Linked DNA regions of Mus musculus: region 2 is linked to region 1. Evidence: chromatin contacts called from public HiChIP or PLAC-seq data. All regions are on one chromosome and are shown on one strand. The core of a region is the stretch at or near the end of the contact, and the rest is flanking DNA. Distances in the headings are between cores, read along the strand shown. Region 1 holds the start of Fgf20 (fibroblast growth factor 20). Region 2 overlaps Micu3 (mitochondrial calcium uptake family, member 3).

Region 1 (5,724 bases), core at 2,365-4,864:
TTATATCCAATAGTTTTAACTTTTTAAACAACTTATAAAACCATATACACAACCAGGCATAAATGATTTTTTGCTATGGCTAATGGAACTGATGGGGAAAACATTACATGTGGGATTTTTTTTTGTGCCCCTCCTAAAGATTTTAGCCACACTTTTAAATTCTGATCCTTTTTCTCACCAAAGAAATAGTATACCACCTAGTAATTTGTAATCGTTTGATTCTTAAATGAGATTTGACAAGTCTTTCTTATTTATAATATGAGGTGGCAACTAAGCTAATTCTTTCCCAAAGAATAGACATGAAGAACTTTCCTTAAGAGGTAATCACAGATTTTAGGTAGATTTTCTAATGCCCAGTGTCCCATAAAAAGACTTGGAGGTCCTTTGTCTTTCTGGTATCGTTTTCAAAGCCGGCCTTTTCTTAAATCATAATAAACAGGTGAGTCAATCCACAATGCAACCACATCAGACAAATCTAGGGAGAATAAAGGGAAAAGCTTTAAAGGACTATGTTTGATCTCAGGCTACACTTTTTTCTCAAGGAATGATTCTATGTTTACGTGTCAGGCAAAGTCTTCCGTCTATACTACTGTACAGAAAAACTCTGCTAGAGAGAGTCAGGGAGCTCAGGTAGGGTATTCTTTTAGCCTTACTGAGAACTCTCTGTTAATGTTCATTTGATATAGTTTTAAGTTTTTAAGTATCTGAGCTTTTATTGGTTATGTTCAGATTAGTATAGCATTATTTTAGTGGTATTTAATATCTTAAATAGTCATCCTTGAGGGCTTTTTTTCAAATATTTAATTATCACAGAAGTGAGTTTTTTAAAGGGTGGGGGATATCATTTAATACTTAGCTACTAAGGCACTAGTAAAAGGAGAATTGAGAAGCACACAGTGTTGCACACATTAAGTATGACCTTATCCCTTACCCTCTGGCAGTCATAGTGTCCAGACCACTCAGAGCACTGGAAGGTATAAAGAGACTGTTCCTTTACTTTCACATACTAATAAGGGTTCTTTTATGTAACAGTGAGTATTTTTTTTCTCTATAGAGTCTCTCACTAAAACATGACTTAAGCCAACACAGAAACAAAGTCATATTTTCCTAGACATTCAAAATATAAGCTTGACGGTATATTAGTAAGAATACGCCACACCCATTCCTAAAGGATCAGGTTTCAGTACAGCTCCCTGAATCTCACCCCATCTTCTAGTAGTCACCAATCTCTTCCAATAGAATCTGTCTTCCAAGGAGACAGAACACAGTGGAAGAGATACCACCTACGTTACAAGAGGCTTAGAGGAAGCATTTCCTTACCCCGTTGGTATCTGGCAGAAAAGTCAGATGTTGCCTACAGCCCACCTTTAACTTCTGGCTGCTTTGCCTGAAAGTGTTAGCGCAATTGGGGGCAGGGGGTGAATTTTTTAATGTAATGAGTACAGTACTCTTCTTAAAGAAAGAAAACTAGACCAGCTGGTGTCAGGCAAATTCTTTAGAATCATAATGTCAGCCTCCTCCATTTAAAAAAAAGAAAAAGAAAAAAAAGAAAAACACTTTCCAAAAGTGACCCCAGGTTGGCCACTAGGTCATAGCACTCTTGACTCATTGTCAGTGGGAATTTGGAATGGATCAGTGAGAGCTGCAAACACGTGGGGATTTTTAAAAGTCAGTTTTCTAAGCCCTTAAGTGCTGCCAAATGACCACCACATGCCGCTCCTCCCATCTAAGGTTACACATGCTTCCCCAGCGGAGATTTACACTTCGACAAAGTTTTAATGAGCACTGCAAGTGCACAAAGAAATGGGAGTGGAAGAAGAAGAAGAGGAAAACGAGACCAGGAAGAGCCACTACGAAATGAGATGCTCTGGAAATATCATACTGAAAAAGAAAGATGTGTGTCGCGATTCCTCATGATGCTGACAAATAAAAGACACTATGTTGTGTGTGTGTGTGTGTGTGTGTGTGTGTGTGTGTGTGTGTTTTTTTTTAAATAAAATGACACCCTTTAATGACATCACAGGTTAGATAAGGAAAGTCCCTTGAGTGTGTTAGCAGGTTAATTGACGAAAAATGTAGCCACAGGGAAAGTATCCTGGGATATTAGGATCAGAAAGCACCTTTAGCAAACTATCTGATTTAACCTGACTTGTCTGTTGTGCGGGCCAGAAAGCAAGACTCACACTGAGGGGGGCACTTGCTAGCTACCTGGCTGGCTGGGGAGTCATTAAGACTAGATACTTTACTGATCTAATCTAGAGTCCCTTCATCCTATTAACCCCTTCTGCTCCCGGGCATTGCTGTTGTATGTAGAAAAGATTCTCTGTGTTCCCAGCCATATCTTCTTTCGCTTCCCCCATTTCCTCTTACCTAAGGTCAATACCAAGATCTCTGCTTTCCAGTTTCGCAATTTCTAAAGAGAATCTTGGCCAGGTGGGCATGCTCAGTCCTTCTCCCTCCTCCCTTGCTCCATCTCCTTCACTCTCCTCCCCAAACCAGAACAGAGAACTGCAGCCAGGCAGACCTCTAAGTAGACACGTGAAGATTCACATCCTGTTTAAGAACCATCCCTTCGGAGAGAGACAGGGGCAGAACTAGCTGCATAACTGCGGGGCATGTTTTAAGAACTGGGATGCTTCCCGTTACTAATTTTCAAAAAGGTAGCCACAGAACTGCAAGTGTGGAAGGAAGAGAACTCTGAATAGGGACCTCCTAAAATAATAAAATTGACTGTGAAGGAAGGAGTGCAGGCAAGGTTGGGGGACAGATCATGGTTCCTAGTCCAACACTTTGTGCCCCAGGCAGTAGAGCAAACAGAGCAGCATTGTACCAGGAGTGAGGGACCCATCCGCCCTTTCTCCCTCTCCCCACCCTCCACCCCCTGCACCTAGAGTTGCTCTCCTGCATGGCAGGACAATTTCTCACACGCCCTGAGCCCGGGACCTTGCACCCCAAATGTCTAGAGGCTCAGGTTAGCACACAGCTCCCGCTCATTCCCTTCTGCCAGGGTGGTGGTGGGAGGCGAGAAGAGGAAGAGGAGGAGGCGGGGGTTGAGGGCGTAAGGGCGGGATGCTTGTACCTACCGAAGAGACTGTGATCCTGCCGGGTGCCCTGCACGGTGCCGTCGGGCAGGATCTGCAGGTGGAAGCCGGTGCGGCAGTAGAGCTGCCGGCGGCGCAGGATGCCGTGCAGGTGCGCCAGCTCCACGGAACCGGGCCCGCCGCGGGCGCCCCTCTCCAACGCGCCCCGCCGCTCCCCTAACAGCGGTGGCCTCTCCCCTGCAGGAGGCAGCAAGAAGTGCGACCCCACCTGCTGGCTCAAGCCCTCCAGGCCGCCCAAGAAAGCCCCGACTTCGGTCAAGGGAGCCATGGACGGGCCGGACAGGATGACTGAAATTCCAGAAAACAGGAGACTTCCCTCTGCACCGCCAATAAAAAGTGTAGCAAGGGTGGCGAGGCGAATGCAGAAAAATTATAGCCAAATAGGTACCAAAAAAGTTAAGGCTGGGTTACTCCTGTGAGGTCCCTGTGGGGACGGTGCAGTGCACCCTCTTAGATTGATCTTCTCTCCTTGGGTAGGAGGATGCTGGCTGCTGGCCTTGCAGAAACATCTAGAGCTGAGGCTGCTGATTTGGGGCTGGAGCTGGGGGCTGAGGCTCCAGCTCAGCAAACTGATCAGATCAGAGTCCTGTGTACATACACTCCCGGTATATATGCGGGTCCTCTTGACATATGCTAATCAAGTCCTTTCATGCGCGCCGGGGAGGTTGGTTTTGTTTGAAATCTTAAACCAGCCTCCTCTCTCTCTACACGTTGTGCTCCTCGGAAGTGACTAAAACGGAGCACTTGGAAAACTCTTTCCTTGCACTAGGCCAAAGTCAGTCAGCTAGCAAATTCGGGGAGGCTCAGCCAACAACCTGGTATACTACGTTGTCTCTGGGACAACCATGATGTTGTTTAGCCGCTGCTGAACAAACAACCACCTTTGATGTGAGCTCATTTACAGAGATAGATAGCTGGGAGAAGGAGCCCAACTTGAAGAATACTGAAGAGAGTGGGGGGGGGGGCGTACAGAACCGGAGATGAGTGGGAGGAGAAAAATGAAGGCGCTAGAGAATTGGACTCCTTGGAGCTGCTGGGAGCCTGCAGTGGACAGGTGCAAAGAAAAGCAAGGAGGAAGAAGGGGAAAGGGCGTTACCTGAGGCTTAGACCTGCCCAGACACACATGAAAGGAAAATCAAAGCTTTGACAGTTTAACTCACTAATTTTAAAACACTAATAAAATGTACAAGCATTACTCTTTTCTTTTATCATTTAGATGGGGGATTTTCTTTACATAATCAAGCTTAGGGTAGAAACGCCTTGCCCCCCCCCCACCTCAAGTTCTCTTTAATGTTTATCTTAACTCAGCAAATGATATAACCAGGATTCCCTTATGTCTATGGAAATGATAAATTGTGTGTGGAGGTCCTGGGCTCATTAGAATAGTCAAATAGCACAATATAATCATGAGGGGGAGGGGAGCGAGAACAGTCCACTCAAGTAGGCTCGCTCACATTCTTATAATTTGCTATGAATGAAAAAATACTATCTACAATAGTGAAATAAACGATAGCTGCTTCTGTACCCTTATCCAATCTAAGAACATTTCCTTTTGTCTTAGCTGTAGCTTCCTAGAAGCTAACCCTTTTGTTGTTTGTTGTTGTTGTTGTTGTTGTTAAGTTCACACTTCAAGTATAAAAATCTCAAAATAACTAGCCAGAAATAATTTTGGTTCTTGATGAGTATCAGAGATTTCAAAATTACTGGTAAGCTTTAGGAGTTCCTACTCATACTTGTAAAATAAATAAATTGGCCTGAGGGAGTTAGATATGTGTTAAAACTTATATAGATATATGTTAGTTATATGTTAAAACTTTGTTCCACTGGCTGGCCTAGGGAAATCCATAGGTGGCTGAAAAATTGAGAATCACTGGTCAGATGTATTCTTTTCCTGCGCATAGGGTTTCAAAGACTGGCTTAAGATTAGAATTTCCGTCTTGTTTTGTGCCCTATTCAGAAAAAGCCTAAACTTGTGAGTTCAAATGGATTTGACTGGTTTATTTTATTTTCTCTGAAAGCTGGCTCTTCCTCGTCCCTCCCTCCCTCCTCCTCCTCATCTTCCTCCTCTTCCTCCTCCTCCTTCTCCTCCTCCCCTTTTCTCCTTCCCCTTCTCCCCCTCCTCCTCCTTCTGCTTTGGATAATTAATTGGCAGGTGCTTTAAAAGAGGTAAAGTTACACTTTTTTGTCACCACAGGTCTAACTACTGACCCTTGTGGAACCAGGTTATAAAAGAGACCTTAAAATAAGTGATTTACTGTTGATAGATGCAGAATAAAACAAAAGCCCAGGCTAAAAACAACAAGCAGATCAATTACTTTAGAAACATATATCAATAAGTTTCTTCTAAAGGATGCACCAGGTAGATGTCATATTATTTTACCTTTCAAATAACCGCAGCCTGTTTTGTGGTGGGACCCCCAAATCCACCCCAATCAAGATTTCAAAGCACATCTGTGTAAACACTATCACATCAGTGTAAAGCATCAACCAATGAGCTTTCACTTTGAACCAAATCTTCTTAATTGCAGTGTTAAATCAAAGAAAGTTAGATCAAAGTTGTGTGAATCTCATAGCGGGATAACTAAAGTAGCCAGAACATACATTGATCACTTTTAAAGAGGAG
Region 2 (5,724 bases), core at 1,173-3,672, 42 kb after region 1:
CACAGTAACCTAAAAGTGGTCATTATGAAGTTTTATTACTAAATATTCTCTCTCGCTCTCTCCCCCCACCCATAATATTACTCTCGAGCACATACCCATGGCTAGGAGATGCCATCAGTTGGGTGTCCTAATAGCCCTCTGTTTTATTCCCTTGACAAAAGGTTTCCTGAAGCGAGTCACATGGCCATTAAGCCTCAGTAATTGCCCCCGCCCCCAGCTTTGGAGTTATAGGAGCGCATAAGCCCACACCCAGCTTTTATATAGATGCTAGGGTTTGAAATCAGGTTTCATTTTTGTAAGACCTGCATATGTATTTTTATCTGCTGTGCCATCTCCTCAGGCTCAAATTCTCCATTTTTTTAATGTGTAGAAAGCTCAAGATTAGAACCTGAAGTGAAGCTCACAGATTCTTAATAATAAAGAAAAATACATTTTTTCTAGAGATAGAGTTCCTAAACATTTGTTGCTAATGTGAAAAAGAATGTCATACTGTTATTATTTTGTAGAAAGTATAAGATGTAATTTCTTAAAATAATATAAAAAGATAAGTCTAAATTTTCTGATAACTCTACAAGTCTATGATTTTATCTACTACTCTGTGGTCTTGTTAATACAAAAAAAAATTCATGTGCCAATTTTGAGGCCTGTGCTTGAATGGTTTTAAACAGGTATTTTATAATATCTCTATAATGTGAAATTTTCCAGTTAATTAAAAATTTGCTACATGTAAAAATCCTTTGGGACTAGAGATGTAGTTCAGTTGGTAGAGCACTTGCCTTGCCAACTTCCTCTAGAAGGCTCTGGGTTCAAATTCTAGCACCACAGGCAATGAGATGTGGTGGGACTTTCTGTACTCCGTGAATTTGAGAAGTAGAAGAAGGAGGCTCAAGCTCACTATCCTTAGCTGTAGAGTCAGCCTGGACCTCATCAGACCATGTTTCAAAACTGCAAAGTTTGACAGTGCTGCTGCAATGCCTTCTCTTAAATGTTTGCTCTCTGTGTCTTCCTGTAGTGTTTAAAAAAAAGTATTATAAGATTTTTTTCAGTGTCTATTTAGAATATTTCAATGTAAAGCTAAAAAAATTTCTCATTGTTTTATACTTAATTGGTAATATTTGTCAAATTATTCATGTATTTCATTATTTTGAAATATGATACTTTATTTTCAGAGGGAAATTGGGCTAACAATGATGAAAGAAATTTAACTTTTAGAATTTTCGTGTTCTTGATATAGCAACTTGTCACCAGATTTAGTTTAGAAAAATCCCAGGTTTCTAATTGTAGAGTAAACTACAAAGATCATGGCCTGCTTAGCTGTTATTAGTTGAAATTATTTTTTAGAAATTATAGGGCAGTAATGCTAATTATTGTTAAAATTCCTCTAGATACATAGATAGGTTTTTGGAAAAAGAACAGAAAACTTCGGTGCATATTAAGTATCTCAATATGAGTGTATAGAGAACCAGATCTCAGTGTTTATGGGAAAACAAACAAAAAACCCCTAAAGAACATTTTGAGAAATTTGGAAACACAAAGCTAGAAGAAAGGTAAGTGCACACATGAAATTTCAAGTCTATGGTGGCCCTGTTGAAGACAGAAGAACATAGCCTTCGTGGTGATAAATGTGCGTGGAGACTGTCAGCCAGTGAGCCCAGAAACTTTCTGTCCCCTGCAGACTGATGAGGACAGTTAGATAGTACCTCACGGAGCGTTGAATACTGCAGTTTGGGATTATTTATGAAATTAGTCTCGGTTCCTCTTAACATATCTATTGTTAGTGTTTTCTCCTTCAGCCTTTCTATTCCATGTGTTTACTGCTCCAATTGTGGAGTGAACCTGGGAGAGCAGAGCAGAACCTAAGAAATAGGCGGACTGAAGTCTCATGCAGTGGCCAACTTTATTCAGAGCATCAGATAGCTTATGCTGAGGATTAAGAAGAGTCACCTGAGTAATGTCCAATCACAAGGGCAACCTGCATGTAGCAAAAACAGGATTTTCTTTGTGAAGGGACATAAACAAATAATAGCCAGCTGTAATGAATAATCTGAATTAATCTCACCTCTATCCAGTACACCTGGGAGGGGCATGAGAGCTCTTGTCAAGAACAATTCCATGATTTGAAGAAACAGAGATCACAAGATTTTCGTCTTATTTCTTAAGAGTTTTCTTGTGAACACTCGGGATTCTCCTCACACAACTCCATTCTTAGACCGTGTTCCCACACGTGAGTACTTGATGTTCCAAAAAGTACTGTGACAGATAAAAGAAACTTAACCATGATCTCTTCTTTCTTCCCTACTAGATAGGATATAGATCTCGATATAGATTGCTCTTTATTTGCCAGCATCAGTCACACTTGTGTGACTAAGTGACTAAGCTCTCTTGTGCTCATTGTGAGCAGAGCAGGTTAACCTTTGCTCAGCCTGGCCAGGCGTACTTCACACATGGGCTTCTTGCAGTTCTTTCATCCTCTCCTTGATGGACTGCGGCAGTCATTCAGTGTGCTGGGTTTGAGTACTGCAGAAAGCAGATTGCCTGGAGCACACATTTAATCCTAGTCCTAGAATATTCTTTCTGGATCCATAGGTGACAGAGAAATGAACTCTTTTCTCTGTAGGCAAGCTAATTATTATATTTGAAAATTGAGACTTAAGTGACTAACTGAAAAAGTCAGCTGTCATTTCTAAAATTAACTTTTATTCTCCTATATAATTGTCATCTCAGAGGCTTACTGCTGAATAAACTCACCCTTTCTAGTTCTTTCTGAACTCTGGCTAGCTGGTTTAACTCAGCTATTCTGGCTCAAACTCCAGTTTTGTTTTGTTTTGTTTTTTTCTCTCAGCTTTTTACTAAATTGCTCTGCTTGGCCTCATACTAACTTTGGCAATCTCTTCTAATCTTCTGGCCCCTTCTCATTCTCTGGCTTGCCTCTCTTCAACAGTGTCTCGCTTGTTCTCTCTGGCACCTGTTTGTCAAACTGAGGCAAAAACTACCTCTCAATTAGACATCACTTTCAAATCTGGCTGCTTCCTTTTACCACCTAACCTTAGCTACATTGTTTGGTTTGATTAAAAGTGTGTACAAAGGGTGTGTCTGCATTCCAACTGGATTACAGAAACCTCGAAGGTCTTTGAACATAATCCCTTACCAGAGCAGCCATGTTGCTGGATTAAAATACCTCTAAAATCATTGGAAAAGGAGATGATTTTTTAATTTCTTATTATTTTAATGTATTCTCTGATATATTACATCCCTACCAAAACTTCTCCTCCCTCCAACCCACACCACCTCCATCCCCCTCCCCCACTTCTTTCCTCCCTGTCTGCTGCTCTTCTGTTTCCCTTCAGAAGAGGGCAGATCTCCCAGGAATATCAGCCAAACATATCATATTAAGTTGCAATAAGATGAGGCACCTTACCTCATACTAAGGTTGGATGAGGCAACCCAGTAGAAGGATAAGGGTCCCAGAAGCACTAACAGCATTAGGAACAGCCCTACTCCCTCTGTTACAAGTCCCATAAAATACCAAGCTACACAACTGTAACATACACAGGCCCAGGTGTGAGCTATGCAGGCTCCCTGATTCTTAGTTCATTCTCAGTGAGCCACAGTGAAACCAGGTTTGTTGTTTCTACAGCAAGCCAATGGCCAACATCAAATTAAATGAGGAGAAACTCAAAGCAGTTTCACTAAAATCGGGGACAAGACAAGGCTGTCCACTCTCCACATCTGTTCAATATAGTGCTTGAAGTTGTAGCTAAAGCATAAAACAACTAAAGGAAACAAAGGGGATACAAACTGGAAAGAAAGGAGTGAAAGTATTGCTCTTTGCTGGTGATAAGATAGTATACATAAATGACCCCAAAAATTCTACCAAGGAACTTCTACAGCTGATAAACACCTTCAGCGAAGGTGCTGGATAAACAGGCAGGGAAACAACACCCCTCACAATAGCTACAAATAATATAAAGTATCTTGAGTAACTCTAACCAAATGAAAGACCTGTATATATGACAAGAACTTCAAGTCTTTGAAGAAAGTATCAGAAGAGAGAAAGATCTTCTATGCACATGGGTTGGTAAAATTAACATATTAAAATGGCCATCCTATCAAAAGCAATCTAAAGATTTAGTGCAATCCCCATCAAAATTCCAACACAGTTCTTCATAGACCTTGAAAAAACAATACTCACCTTCATATGGAAAAACAAAATAAAAATCCTGGATAGGTTTTATTTAACTCTCTCAGCTTGACTAGTTCACCTAACTGCCTACCTATAAGTCCAACTTCACCACAAACACTAAGACCAGTAGAAATATTTAAAGAGTGAGTTAATTGATCATGAGGCCACTTAAACATTGCTGATGGAACTGATCCCTGTGATCCAGTCCTTCCTAGTTTTATATCTAAAGGAAGTTATACTAATTTTCCAAGGACTAAATTCCTTCTTCCCGACCCAGGCTGCGCGTGTCTTGATCCACTCATCTCTGAAGCAGCCTGCAGCAATTTGCATGCTGCCGAGCCTCTGAATGTCACGTGTCCTGGATGGGCTCCAGAGCCAATTACGTCATACGCTCCCCCTTCCAGCCCTCCTGTTCTGCTGTTTCATTCCCTGTAACTGCTTCTAAGACCCTTTGTGAAGCTGCTTCTGTATGGTGCCAACTTCAACCCCCTCCAAGTTAAGTTGAAATTTGTCTTTTTGTCCAACACCTAAAGGCTTTCCCTATGTCTAAACACCCAGTATCCATTCAACTTAGAAATCTAAATTTTCTTTCTTCAGAATTTCCTGATATATAAACTGGTAAGGTTCTCATAAAATATAAAGTCTGTTGCTCTTGATACTTTTGAATTTTATGAGTTCTTTCTGAAAAGAAATATTATGGAAGAAAAACCTATTTTGCAGTGGGAAAGATGTGTATAATCAACTGTAGTTTTATATACCTCATAACATTGTGTTTACTTGAATTTTTTTTTAAATACATAAAAGCCTCTTTTAAAACCTTAACTCTGTAGGGCCAGGGAGCTGGCTCAGTGTGTAAAGGCGCTTGCTACCAAACCTGAGTTTGACCCCTGGGATAAAAGAGAACCTGCTGCTGTGCATGTGCATGCATACACACACACACACACACACACACACACACACACATGCAGGGTTTGCAGACCCACTTTTGGCCCTACAAAGCCTTTGGGCAGCCTGCTTCTGGGCAGATTGGGCCCACTGGAATTAGCCAGCTCCCTGTATTCTCAGACACTGACAGGTACTCTGCTACTAGGAATTGTGCATCACACTGCAGTCTAGCCTCTTTGTGACTCACAGACACTAATGGTCACCCTTTTCCCACAGCTAAACACACCAGGCAGAGACTAGCATACTTATTATATGTGTGTGTGTGTGTGTGTGTGTGTGTGTATACACACACATACATATATATTATATATATGTAATATGTGCTGCTTACTCTACCTAACAAGTGTGTCTTCCTATACTTAAAAGCTACCCTAGTAGGGCTGTTGACTGTATCAAAAGCATCCAGGGGCAGGAGTACATGCAAGAATGTATTTCTCCTTATAAAATCTGTGTTGAAGAAGCGTCTCCAGATTTGTAAGGGTGGGACTGGGAGTTGAGGAGGGACAGAGTGGGAGATTGGGATGTTAAGTAAGTAAATAAATAAATAAAATAATAAAGATATGATACAAGGTCATTGCCATCTTAAGGCTAATAAA

What was found. HiChIP or PLAC-seq counts read pairs in DNA pulled down with a chosen protein or histone mark.
Region 2: an H3K27ac HiChIP or PLAC-seq map of embryonic stem cells shows a contact between it and region 1, with 6 read pairs. The contact joins the enhancer-like site here to the promoter of Fgf20 in region 1. A contact is called at or near these places in 7 of 484 Hi-C or Micro-C datasets (embryonic fibroblasts, embryonic stem cells, forebrain and 4 more) and 1 of 115 datasets of contacts at active chromatin or transcription factors (embryonic stem cells).

Annotation. Positions count from the first base shown.
Region 1 is chr8:40,283,339-40,289,062 of GRCm38.p6, forward strand. It overlaps Fgf20 (fibroblast growth factor 20), which reads right to left and starts at 3,615. Exons shown (of 3, transcript NM_030610.2): 1 at 3,084-3,615. The coding sequence starts at 3,369.
Region 2 is chr8:40,326,804-40,332,527 of GRCm38.p6, forward strand. The region is part of intron 1 of Micu3 (mitochondrial calcium uptake family, member 3); the gene reads left to right. Among named protein-coding and RNA genes, the nearest start is that of Micu3, 22 kb to the left of the region's middle. Within about 2 kb of position 2,423, at least 15 of the 459 cell types and tissues checked have an H3K27ac peak or open chromatin away from gene starts, as enhancers often do. A contact at or near this core is called in embryonic stem cells, where this site is marked.